2 separate regions of the Gossypium hirsutum genome follow, and region 1 is linked to region 2. The links are chromatin contacts, called in public Hi-C maps. All regions are on one chromosome and are shown on one strand. Each heading gives the region's core, a stretch centred on a gene start, on an enhancer-like site or on the middle of the called end of the contact. The rest is flanking DNA. Distances are from core to core; before and after follow the strand shown. Region 1 has its middle 37 kb from the start of LOC121216606. Region 2 holds the start of LOC107899402 (BEL1-like homeodomain protein 1).

Region 1 (6,723 bases), core at 2,681-5,180, 250 kb before region 2:
CCTATGGCTGCACGGAGATGAAAATCTCATGAAGTCATAGGTATGGATGTATCCCGGAAGCAATCAACTATCCTACACGGAGGTAAAAACCTCACGAAGGCGTAGCTTCTCACTCCCACTTAAAAGGGTAAAATTGTTCAACTCATGAAATGTATAATGCAAACAATATTTAAGTAATAAGATAATGAATGTAAAAGGATGTCATGAGTTTTTTTTAAAAAAATATTTTTCTCGACCATAAGACAAAAATTAATCAACTTTGTGGCTCGACTCTCTTTTTAAAAAAAATACTCCCCAGTGGAGTCGTCAAGTTGTCGAAACCATTTTTTTGAAAAACAAAAAATTTAGGTTGTCGACTTTAAAAAAATGAAAATTTGGAGTCCCCACCAATCTTTTATTGAGGTGTGATTGGATCACCTAAAAAACGGCTTTGGTCTACGAGTTTTAGAAAAACAGATCCGGGAGTCAGTTACGTACGAGGAAGGATTAGCACCCTCGTAACGCCCAAAATTGGTACCTAGTTAATTAATTAGTGTCTTAAGGTCGAAAATTTTTAAAAAATATAATCTTTAGCAAAAACTTAAATCGTTACGTATTAAGACCTTTGTCATTTCAAAGAAAGAAAATGCCACACCCAATGCGTTAGGGCACAACATTCTTATTTCCTCAAAAATGAATTAGGCCAAAATACTCGTGTAATAAAAATTTAAAAGAATATCCATTGATTCAAGATTTAAGAAATCGCGGCCCTATACGTTAGGGCACAATTCCTCTAAAATCCAAAACTCGGAATATTTCCTTTATTATTTTTTTAGAAAAATCTTCATTTCGAGAAATCAATGCGTCACATCTAATACGTTAGGACACAACATGTTGAATTCCCAATAACGAGTTCTTATTTTTTTGATTAAAGAGAAATGCTCGATTGTTAGATTTAACGAAGAAAATCAGAACCCAATACGTTAGGGCTCAATTTCCTTGAAAATCCTAAATACGAGCATTATCTCAATTTTGAAAATTTTTAATTTTTAAATTTGAGTAAAAGATGATATAACGTTATATTATATGTGCAAATATCGTGATAACAAATACAACAATAACATAGAAATAATATAAACAAATGAATATAAAATAATGACATGCAAAAGATATCAAATAAATAGGCAAGATAATAATAAAAATATGCACACATAAATTAATAAGCAAATGATAAACAACAAAAAAGAAATATACATGTACACATAAAAAATACATAAGTTAAAAACAAGTAAAATAATATCAAAATTAATTAAATAAATTAAACATGCGTTTATAAAATATACGAAAAAATATTAGTTTTTTAAAAGTATAAATACATACATAAAACCTATATATATAAAATAATGATAATTACTTATGAAAATTATAAAATAAAAAACAAATACATTATTAAAAATATTAATTTTAAGAGAAATATGAAAAAAAGACCAAATTGAATCACAAATAAAATTCCAGGGTAAATCCGCAAATAAATAAAGTCTGGAAGATTAAATTGAACGCACGAATTACATAGAGGGGCTGGAAGGGCAATTTTACCTTCTCCTCTAAAACGACGCCGTTCAACTAGATTAGATTGAAATTTAAAATAAATTAAAGACCGAATTTAAAATAATAAAAAAACTTAATTGGAATTATATTAAAAGGCGGAGGGGCTAAAAGCGCAATTTGCCCCTCCGCATGAAAAACACGAGGATCTTGGATCCGGGTCGGGTCGACGCGCGGATCCTCCCTTCAAAATGGCGCCGTTTTCAATCGGCTATTTAAGCCAAAATTATATAAAAAAATTCATTTCCTCATTCCTTAAAAAAAATGAAAATCCCTCTAATAAAAGGCTCTCAACCTCGGGGCACCAGCCACCTGTTCGGTCATTTGGCCTTTCTAAACCCGAATCTGGGTTTGGAGTTTTCAAAATATTGACGAAAAACGCAAAGAAGTCAAGGAAATGCTTCGGTTTTCAACCACCGATCCTCGGCGTGGCTCCCTCAGACGCTTCAAAATCGAAGAAAGGTCGTTTCTTTCTTTTTACTCAGTTTATTCGCATGCAAATAAGTAAAAAAAATAAAAATAGAACATATAATCTAACAGGAGAATAATAAACTGTTAATAGCAACCTTTGAATCGATTTGTGCTTTTTCCCTATTTGAACTCTGTTTTGGTTGTGAAAGTAGCTGTTTTTCTTTTTATTGATTTCGAAAAATCGCCATTTACACTGTATGGCTTTTTTATATCCGAATGAAAAATAAAAGAAATCAAGAAACAAATTTTGTTTGATTCGATCTGATTTGATTTGATTTTCTTTCCTTTCTTGTGTTTGCAGGTGCAGATTGTGAAGATCCGGAGCTTCGCTTGGCTCGGTTGCGGCACTGTTGAAGATTTGAAGCCCTAGGGTTTCATCCGTTTTGGGCCATTGTAATTTGGGCCACCGCTTTGCTTTGGTTTGGGCCTTGTAGCCCGTTTGTAATTGGACACTATGAATTATTTTATCTATTTTCTTTTTGCATTTACTGGACCGGGCAAATTGGGTGTTACAAGAATTAATTATTATAATGTATAATTAATAAATGAAATATACCAAGATTTAAATAAAAAGAAATTGAAATAAAATTCTATAATGAGATTTAAATTAAAATAACATTTGTACAAATGATCAATAAGTGTGGTGTAATAAGACGCATTGTATTTTTAAGGAGAGACATAAATTAAAATTTTAGAGATGATATTTTTAGAAGGAACATCATCAGCCTTGAACATAAACTGCAAAACAAATATAAAAATACTAAAATAATTGAACAAATGCTATTATTAACAATATTTGTTTAATTTTAATTTAGTTTGTAGAATTTAAAATAAACTAGTGATGATAGATGAAATAATTTTTATTTTTTAATATTTAAAAAAGGAAAACTTGATCAATAATTTTAAAGCTATTAATGCAAATGAGAGATAGGGGTTATTTATATATTAATTGTGATAGAGAGTTGTTTACTTTCGATATAATCTAAACAAGTTTAAGACATGATTTAATAGCAAAACCACCAAGTCCTCAACAACTTTTGTTGGGTTTTATTAATTGGGGGGGGGGGCAAATATAAATAAATAAATAAATAAATATGCACATCTTTTCCTTTATCAGTGGGTGAAGAGATTGGGTAGAACCATTTTTGTTGCATTGTGGTCCATGCATGCTTTTAATTTAATTATTGGGGCAAACGAGCATGAATCATGTGGAATTAAGCACCGCCCGCAGTGTTTTGAAAAAAAATTGGTGCTAAAGTTTGAAAGATTTGTTTTAAATTGTCTATAAGCATTGGTTAATTTAGGTTTTTTGTATTTAATTATGTTTTAGGAAAGTTTTTATTTATTTATTTAGCATTTCAAAAACAATAATTTAGCCGGTAGAAATTAGGTTCTTTAAACTTCAAAATAACATTCTTATAAAAGCTTTTAGCAAAATTGAAAAGGAAAAGAGAAGTTCATGTCGCTTATTATTTAAATTATTTTAAGTTTTTTTTATTGAGTTAATTCAAGATAATTATTGCAGTTTATTATTTAGTTTTGTGCTTATAACAGTTCGATATTGTTAAATGAATGATAATTTAGTATTTGTAATGTTTTTTTTTGAACATAAAATGATCACAAGGGTTAACTCGTTTTATTAAGTAACATCACTAATTACAGTATTATGAATTTACTTAAGATAATCCATTTCGAAAAACCACATTTTAGCTTCCCTACACGTTACAAATTAAGTTTGCTACATTATTACAAGACCGGTTTGACCAAATTAATTTGGTTGATTTAAAATTGTTGAAAGCAGCTATACATTCTTTGATGCGCGCGCTGATGATGGTGACATCCATACCATTATTTCTTAATTTGTTGACAAGGCTCGCGTGATCTGTTTCAAATATCACATTCCCTTTAATGTTCAGTTGACCCGCCAGCTGTATACTTTTTTCAAACGCCATGCATTCAGCTTCATGTACCGACACCCTTGTTTCAATAAAACCCCCCCACCACCGAAAACGAAACAGTCGTCCCTTACAATCGCCCCTTACCCCAATTCTGTTAACCCCTACAGTAGTGTCGAAATTGATTTTTACAAATCCCTTAGGAGGTTTTTCCCATTTCTTAAGCGCAATATTAGGTGAGAGCAGCGGTTCCTTAAGCAGATTGCAAATGCGGAAATCTTTGTTCAGAGTGCTAGCCCTCTCCCAAATGACCGTAGCTTCCTCTTCTTTGCCCCTGAAGATGAAGTTGTTTCTATTGCTCCAGGAGTTCCATAAGATTGTCATAAGATTGGCCATTGCTTTCTTGTCAAGGACTCTCATCATATCTTCAAGCCAATCAATACAACAATCATACTGCCTCGACGTAGTGCTCGTATCCCAACCTTGAACGGAGAGAACTTCACGAGAATTAATGCAGTCATTTATGCTCTATGGATCAATCGGCTAGCTTTTCTTCTCATGTCCACCTTTTATGTCCTCCTCCAACAGTATAGGTGTTCTTTTCTCAAAATTATTCTATCATCTTACGTATAGGTTGGTTATACCAGACTGGACAGCTCACGCAATTTTAGTTTTTATCCGGAAAGCTATCAAGTGCAGCGACAATTTTGGACGCAATCTGAAATTCACTTCTGCAACGACATTAATGCAAAAAGATAGAAAAATTAAGGATAAAATAGGCTAGGATTCATTGAGTTATAAAATGCTAAAATGTATGCTAAAGATAATTAAATGGGTATAATTTAACCAATAAGTAAGGGGGGAAACCTATGTTCTTTCTAGTGCTATCACAACCCCAAACTTGAGTTTTTACTTGTCCTCCAGTAAAACAGAAACTACCAAGACTACAAAAATTTTACTAAGGCAAATGATCATTCTAGTAACTTGAACCCTCTAAATTCCCAATGTATGAATCACATTCAAATGAAAGAATATTGCACTAACAATTCATAAGCATGAATGAATAAGGTTGCAACTTCATCAATGCTAGCATCATGCTTCAAGCTAAGTTCTATCTACCATTACAGCATTTATTGTACAATACTAAGTATTTATATATTATATATATACATTTTTTTGTAATAAGGGATATCGTTGCATTACTGTACCATTATTACTGTGAAGTAATGATGGGTTGTAACAAACACTCATGGAGTATGTAATTGTGCCGACACACACTCATGTAGTGATAGTCTTTGGCCAAATTGATTTTCTAATGCTTGTATTGGAGTGTTCCTTTTTTAACATTCTATACTGCACCCACTTTGGAGTGTGTCTAATTTATAACTATATATAAATATATAAGCAGCTGTAAAAAGCAGATTCATTCAAGATTTAAGGAATGATAGCAGTCATCCACTACTAATGCAACCTAATCCATTCATGAAAGAATTGAAGCTACAACCTTCTGTCAAATTTATCCAACTCATTCATTGATAATTCACATGATTCAAGAATTAAGCATCGAATGTAACAAAAATTTTTGAACAATTTTCATTAACTATAATTAAACCATGCATGCTTCATTTTCAAAAAAAATATTTTGAAATGAGGGTGCATTTCCAAGCCCCAAGTTCATTCTCCCAAACTTAAAGTTTGCATTATCCTCAACGCACTGACATGAAAATGTAATGACAACAAAAAAAATGCAATGACAATGTATACTTATCAAAATAAAACTTACAACTACATGCAATGCATGAATACTACAACTAAAGCTTAAAATAAACTAACTCAGTTATCTGCAATAGTCGATGTGGCTGTACGATGTTTCTTTCTTCTCATTTTCTTCTTTTGTTTTTTTATCCTTGAAGCACTTCCTTTTCTTTTCTTTGGGCTTTGCACGATCTTCGGACCGCTCCTCAGTTTTCGGCTCTACCTCGGCATCATCGATTGCTTCCTGTGTAGGAGAGGCCACTTGGAGTGGTCCAGTGTAGACCATTATTGCCAATGTATTGTATTGCTCCTCACTGGTTACCTCAGCAACTCTCGCCGATCTCATTCCAGCTCTCTCCAAATTATCAATATTTGCACCCACTGACTCAGATATGGTGACAATCTTCTCAACAGAATCTTCTTCTTCTTTTTCTTTCTCATTTTTAGCAACTTCTTCTTCAACAACAACTTCCTCTTCTGCAGCAGCAACTTCCTTCTCAACAATAGTGTTTTCTTGATAAAAAAAATACCACCCTCAAACAAGCTATCAATCTTTTGCAGGCTTTCTTCAATGTCCCTAGATTCCTCTTATTTCTCATTATCAGAGGCCTACACAATGGGTGGGGATGCCACCGATCTATCTCGGTCTTCTAAGTCGTCATCCAAGGAAGAGATGTCATAATTTTGAATGATTGGTGGAAACACTGGGAATTTCAGTTGTGGGGATGGGCTCAATTGGCCTAATATGGCTACAATAGAACTGTTCCAGGCTCTAGTATAAGTGTAAAACAAATTCTGGGATTTCTCTACATTTTCTACTGTAGCGACAAGCCTGATCTACCTGTTGTTGATGAAATTAACCATTTTTTCGACATCTTTTAGTTTGCGCCATAATGATGTCTCTGCATTTAGATTTGTTCATTTGTTGTCAGCTTTGGCGTTGCCCTTTCTTATCTTGCTGGTTTTTGCCTTTTTCAATATCGGCGTGTCCTTACCACGAGTCATTCTTTCTACAGAG
Region 2 (6,853 bases), core at 1,720-4,219:
TTTGAAGTGCTAGCAAACTTTTTTTTAAAAGAATAAGTTGAAGAAGATGGAAAATAACAACCAAAAAAATCTGTCAGGAAATTAAAAGAAAATTGGGTCAACATAGGCCAGGGCAGACTGGCTTATATATTTATATATATTATATAATTTATGATATTAGTATAATTCACCACTCATTTATAGATGATTAATTCACCCGCGTCGTATTTTTAATTTAATATTTAATATTTTAATATTTTCTCTTTCATTAAATTTTAAATATAAATAATTTAATATTTTTTTAATATTTACATTATAGTATTATATATTATATTATTAAAAATATAATTTTTATATGACATAAATGCATAATATATAAAAATAATATACTATAATATCATATTTCAAAATGAGTTGGGCCCAAATATTGGAGCACAAATTAAATTATATTTTAAACGAGTCTAATATTTTATTTAAATCCTCTCAAAATTTAATTAAAACTTTGAGCTTGAGCAGGTAGCGGTGCTTGAAAATAAGTTAAATGATTAAAGTTCTAGTTAAGTTTTGAGACTTTTGAGAATAATGAGATTTTTAATAGAGAATGAGTTGCAAATGTAGTTATTTGAATTTTAAATATGTTGGAACATGACTTTTTAAAAAGTGATTTAAGACAATAATCTTTTGGTTTAGTGGCAAGAGTAATATGTTGTAGGCATGAGAGTTTGGTTTCGATTCTAAGCAACTATATTCCCCTCCCTCAATTATAAAAAAAAAGTGATTTAACAATTCCTTAACAATAATTATTTGATATATTGCCGAGATTTTTTTTAAAAATTTTAGAAACAAAGTTAAAAAAATTATCATATATCCTTAATTGATAATTAAAGAAAATTAAATAAATGAGACAGTTAGTGATCTTTTAACTATTTTTGAACCGCGAAAAACAGCAAATTTCACTTTTTGGAAGGTACCATAAAAAATTTCACTCAAAATAAGTTTAGTTTTGAGGTGATAAGTAGATCTTACTTAAAAACAATAGAAGAAAAAAAAAAGCGGCAGAATGCATAAACTTTCAATGATAAAAGTAATTTAATTAGGTCAAAATGAACCACAATGGAATGGTGAAAGAATTGATAATACAACTCCTGAATTCCAACTCTGAACCAGTATTTAATTTCACATGCACTAAATTTGACGTTGTTCTAAAGGCAAGAACGTGATTGTACACTTACGCCCAGAATTGGATGAAAGGAGACTTCTCAAAATTGTACTGCATGAATTTCTCGTTTAAGTACAGCGGGCAGTAAAAAAAAAACATGAATTTTATACTGTATTTTCTTTTTTTGAAAAAACAAAGTATAGAAAGTTGCAACTCTTTTAAGCCAATGAGAAAATTGAGGGTAAGTAGTTTTATAGTTGACTGACGACATGAGAGATATGGGTTCTCTTTCAGGTGAGTTTTCAATTGATGAGCTTACTTTTTATGGCAGTGAATGTTAAAGTTAATGATCTTTCACTACCTGAGCTGACAATTAAAAGTGAAAAGCTTTTCATTGGGGGCGAGAATCCTAGGAACTCTAGCTTATTATTAATAATTAAGATGACTTTAATTTGATCAGAGAATGTGTTACCGTGATGGTGATTGCAATGTCTCTTCTCTTGTTCAAAGAGTTAATTAATTCAATATTATATAATTAATATAAAAGTTTAAATACGAACTATTATTCTTTTTTTTTCTTTTATCATTTTAACCTTCAATTTTTAAAATTTAGTTAACTTATTTATTTTTGGACAAAAAAAAATTACTGAACTGTTAAAATTTTAATGGTATTAATATGACCACTAATATGTCAATCCATCTTATAAATCATAAAAATTTTAAAAAATAAAAATATTTAAAAATTAACAAAATTTAAAAAAGTTTGTAAATTTTTTAAAATTTTATCCATTTTATAGATAAAATTTTAAATAAATTGTCACATCAATACCATTAATATTTTAATAATTCAGTAATTTTTTTAATAAAAAACGAATAATTTAACTAAATTTCAAAAATAAAAGATCAAAATAACCCATAAAAAATAAATGTTAAAAAGCTAAATTTATGTATGAGTATCCAATGTCTTGTTGCACTTCACCATTTTTCTCTGGTCAAACTATTCTTTTCCTTTTAATTATATATACCAATTACTGTCTGTCAGTCACCTTGATTTTTTTTTAAGTTTATTTGGTTTTTAGGAATATATTAAAAAATTTCAAATTTTGGGAGAGAAATAAAGAAGTTTGAAGTCAGAAAGTGTAAATTTAGTAGTAGATTTCTTGTTTTATGTAATTTTGTAGTACAGTTTTGGTGAAGGGTTAGGGATGGTATGAGAGAAACTCAATTTGGCCCTACACAGTTAGGGAGCACTTGATTCAAATTCACACATTCATGCATTTGATTAGGACCCCACTGTTTTTTGTTTTGTTTCACAGATCAAAACAGTTTACTTTTTGGTAGGTTTCATATATATATATGTATTAAATTCAAAATTCTCATGCAGATAAACAATGGGTATTCTTTAAATTTGTAAAAAAGATAGAAATTAAATTAAATTTGTGAAAAAAATAGAAATTAAATTATGAAGTGTATACATGTACTCTACTAGTATTTATTTCATTTTTTGAAGCATTAAAGTAGGTGTTATGGCGGTTGGTTCTGTGTTCCTTGGCAATTTAATTGCTTTATCTTCAAACACTGGCATCCAACCACAAAAATATTAGCCCCAAAATTATGTAAAAAGAGAGAAAAAAAAATAAAGTGAAAAACGAAAAAAGACAAAGAGATATTTAATGTATGAATTGAGGAGTAGGACCCTCTTCTACCCTCTCTCATCATCTTCTCTTCTTTTTTCTTGTATTATTATTATGATTACCATAATTTTCTTTTTTATTTTTATTTTAATTAAGCTTACAGTGTGAAAGGAGACATTTTTTCAAATCTTGTGTCAATTATTATTTATGAAAACAGCTTGATATATACACATATCATATCTCCACTCCTTTTTTTTCTTTCACAGAAGAAGAAAAAAGAAAAGAGTGGTTGGTTTGTATAGTTTATGAAAAGGGAGGGTCAAATCACACAAGTTCCCTTTGTTTTGTTGTATTTGCAGGTACTTCACCTAATTAAAAACCCATTAAAGAGTAATTGAAGGTCACCCATTAATCTCTCTGATACTTTTACTTTTTCCGGTTTCAATTGGGGGGGGGAGTTGCAGAGATATTGAGTCTGACAATAAAGGACTAACTTACTGATAGATCATTAAAAAAAAATCATAAATTCCACAGATAGATACATCATATCTCTTTCTGTTTATTTAAATTATATGGTATTTTAGCTATAACTATATTAGCTTTTACTTGTCAAAATTTTAATTATTTTTTAAAGTTCTATTTTGCAGTGAAGATGATGATGAAGCACGTGTATACTCAAATTACCATCACACCAGGTACAAATCTTATTAACTGTTACTATAATCAATTCTCTCCCTCTCTCTCTCTCTGTTTCAATCTCTGTATTTCAGCCTTCTCTCTCTTATCTTTATATAAACACTAAAACTTTCTCCCCTATACTCCCTTTTTTTCCTTCCCTCACCCTCATCCTTTTCTTCATCTTCTCCTCCTATTATTCCCATGTCTTCAAGCTCTAGACTTGTTCCCAAACCTTGACGAGCCAGCCAATCATATTTACTTATATACATATATTAATTGTGGAGGATTATCACTCCTTTCCTTTCCACTGAATTCTCAGGATCCACTTGATCATCCCAAGATCATCAATACCCCATTTTTCCCAGAAAGTTCTGGAATGGGTTGATTTAAAGTCTGGGGATTTATTCTGGAGAATAAGGTAAAACATGTTTAGACTTTATTGATGTTATGGATGAATTTTTTTTCTTTTTCTAGTGCTTGTGATTATGAAAGTAGTATAATAATAATAATAATAATAATAATAAATTTGGTGTTTCTTTGATCTTTTCAGTGAAGAGAAAAAGTAGAAAACAATATTAGAATTAAGCAAAGAAAACAACATACGATGGCGACGTACTTTCATGGGAACCCTGAAATCCAAGCAAGTACTGACGGCCTTCAAACCCTTGTACTTATGAACCCTGCCTATGTTCAGTATTCCGATACCCCTCCACCACCCCCGGCCAGCAACCTCCTTTTCTTCAACCCTAACTCCCTCTCTCCGCCCCAAACTCAGCAACTCGTCGGCATCCCCCTCCCCGCTACCTCAGCTGCCAATCAAGGCCCTACCTCACACGATATCTCCCCCTTGCATGGCCTCGTCCAGCGCGTCCATTACAACATGTACAACCCTATTGACCCTTCCGGATCGGCGCGTGAAACTCCTCGCGCTCAACAAGGACTCTCTTTGACCCTTTCTTCCCAGCAGCAGCCGGGTTATGGATCCCAGGCTCAAGCAGTTTCAGGCGGGTCGGCTTCTTCGGGTTCAGGCGTGCACGATAGGGTGTCGGGTGTGCAAAGTGTGTTTTTGAGCTCTAAATACTTGAAGGCTGCTCAAGAGCTTCTTGATGAGGTTGTTAATGTTAACACTACTGGGATTACAAAGAGTGAATTATTGGCTAAGAAGGGTGGTGGTGGAAATAATCATAGCAATAGCAGTAGTAAGGCTATGGGAGAGTCGTCGGTGGTGGCCGGGGATGGCTCTGGTGGTGGGGAGGCAGGTGAGAAACACGTCGCAGAGCTGACCACGGCTGAGAAACAGGAAATTCAGATGAAGAAAGCTAAGCTAATTAACATGCTTGATGAGGTATGGAAATTAGATCATATATATATATGGAAAAAACTGGGATAGAAGCAAGTTCATAAGTTGTAACTCTACTATTTTAAGGTCTTTCTTTAGATTTCAATCCTTGAAGATTCTTTGTTTAATTAATTGAAAGCTCTAGTTTGTTATTAGACCTCAAATCCATGAAATTTACCAATTGGAGTACGTCAGTCAGGTTCTTGAATTCCAAACTTCTTCTAGACATCCAACGTAAGCTTATTGTTTAGGCACAACATATTGATATCAAATGGTTGTCTTTTTTATTTTTTATTTGGCAGGTGGAACAAAGGTATAGGCAATACCATCACCAGATGCAGATTGTAACATCCTCATTTGAGCAAGCAGCTGGAATTGGGTCAGCAAAAACATACACAGCTCTTGCATTAAAGACCATTTCAAAGCAATTTCGGTGTTTGAAAGATGCAATAACTGACCAAATCCGAGCAGCCAACAAGAGTTTAGGGGAAGAAGAAGATGGTGTAGGCGAAGCAGCCAAAATCGAGGGATCCAGACTTAAGTTCGTGGATCATCATCTTCGACAGCAAAGAGCACTTCAGCAGTTGGGAATGATCCAGCACAATGCTTGGAGACCCCAGAGAGGATTGCCTGAAAGATCAGTTTCTGTTCTTCGAGCTTGGCTCTTCGAACACTTCCTTCACCCGTATGTAATCTCTGAAATTTTCTCAATACTGCATTTGAAACATCCTTAAAGTTTCAATCCGAATTTCTTAATCCCCATTTCAGGTATCCTAAAGATTCAGACAAACACATGCTTGCAAAACAAACAGGGCTCACTAGGAGTCAGGTATGGGCCTTGTCTGGCGACTCTTGTCCCGATTGTGGCACATGTAATTCAGGGATTTTGTTTGTTTTGGTGATAATTCAGGTGTCTAACTGGTTCATAAATGCCCGAGTTCGGCTATGGAAGCCAATGGTGGAAGAGATGTATTTAGAGGAAACCAAGGAGCAAGAACAGAATGGTACTTCAGATGACAAAACAAGCAAGACCGAAAACCATGAAGATTCAGCATCCAAATCCACAGCTCCAAGCTGCCAAAATCCTGGGGAGAACCAGAAAGTTTCATCAATGTCCATTTCGACTGCTTCAACGTCTCCCCTTGCAGGAAATGCACACCAGCAGTCGCGTTTCTCCCTCATTGGATCATCCGAATTAGAAGGGATCACCCAAGGAAGTCCAAAGAAACCAAGGAGCAATGAACTGTTGCAGTCCCCAACTAGTGTCCCATCCATGAACATGGACATGAATCAAAGTGAGGCAAGCAATGAGGTTTCCATGAAGTTCAGCAAAGATGGGTACTCATTCATGGGGACCAACACCGATTTCATGGGAGGTTTCGGGCAGTATCCTATCGGAGAAATCGGACGGTTCGATGCAGAACAGTTCGCTCCAAGGTTTCCTGGTAATGGTGTTTCCCTCACACTCGGTCTTCCGCACTGTGAAAACCTTTCCTTATCTGGATCCCATCAGAATTTGATCCCAAACCAAACAATGCAAATGGGGAGAAGGCTAGACATTGATGAACCAAATGAGTTTGGTGCCATAAACCTTCCCACACCTCACTCTTCGGCTGCGTATGAGAGCATCAACCTTCATAACAGAAAAAGGTTTGTAGCCCAATTATTACCGGACTTCGTCGCCTGAAGAACGTGATTCGAACCAGACAAACATATATATCTTTCACTATTTTCATTTCTATCCATTAGGGAACAAGGGAAATGCATGGTATAGTGTAAAGAAGAAATTTCTCCTAGTATAGGCTTTATACTTTGCATAGCGCAATTTGAGTCCTTCAAACATTTCAGGATCTCACCATATATATTTGAGAGGATTGTATATTAATTTTCTAAGTTTTGGGGATTGGTTTAGATGGATCGATATCATCAAATTAGTTTCTTTGGGAATAATGACATTAAAATTTTAGTCAATTTGGGTGTGAATCAAGTATTTCATGAAATGGACGACGAAAATTATACTGAATTATTTGGAGCAAAAGTGTTACCATCAACATTCTTGATGAA

The links. A called contact is a pair of places that touch in the nucleus more often than the background predicts.
Region 1: a contact with region 2 is called in a Hi-C map of leaf, with 2.0 times the contacts expected there. The contact joins the enhancer-like site here to the promoter of LOC107899402 in region 2. A contact is called at or near these places in 3 of 34 Hi-C or Micro-C datasets (callus, leaf and petal).

Annotation. Positions count from the first base shown.
Region 1 is chrD04:32,852,143-32,858,865 of Gossypium_hirsutum_v2.1, reverse strand. No RefSeq gene overlaps it. Among protein-coding and RNA genes, the nearest start is that of LOC121216606, 37 kb to the left of the region's middle. Within about 2 kb of position 3,930, at least 9 of the 9 cell types and tissues checked have an H3K27ac peak or open chromatin away from gene starts, as enhancers often do. A contact at or near this core is called in leaf, where this site is marked.
Region 2 is chrD04:32,598,636-32,605,488 of Gossypium_hirsutum_v2.1, reverse strand. LOC107899402 (BEL1-like homeodomain protein 1) reads left to right here and starts at 2,969. Exons shown (of 7, transcript XM_041091301.1): 1 at 2,969-3,131; 2 at 3,420-3,467; 3 at 3,770-3,868; 4 at 4,001-4,795; 5 at 5,092-5,474; 6 at 5,558-5,618; 7 at 5,700-6,760. The coding sequence starts at 4,055. The coding sequence ends at 6,476.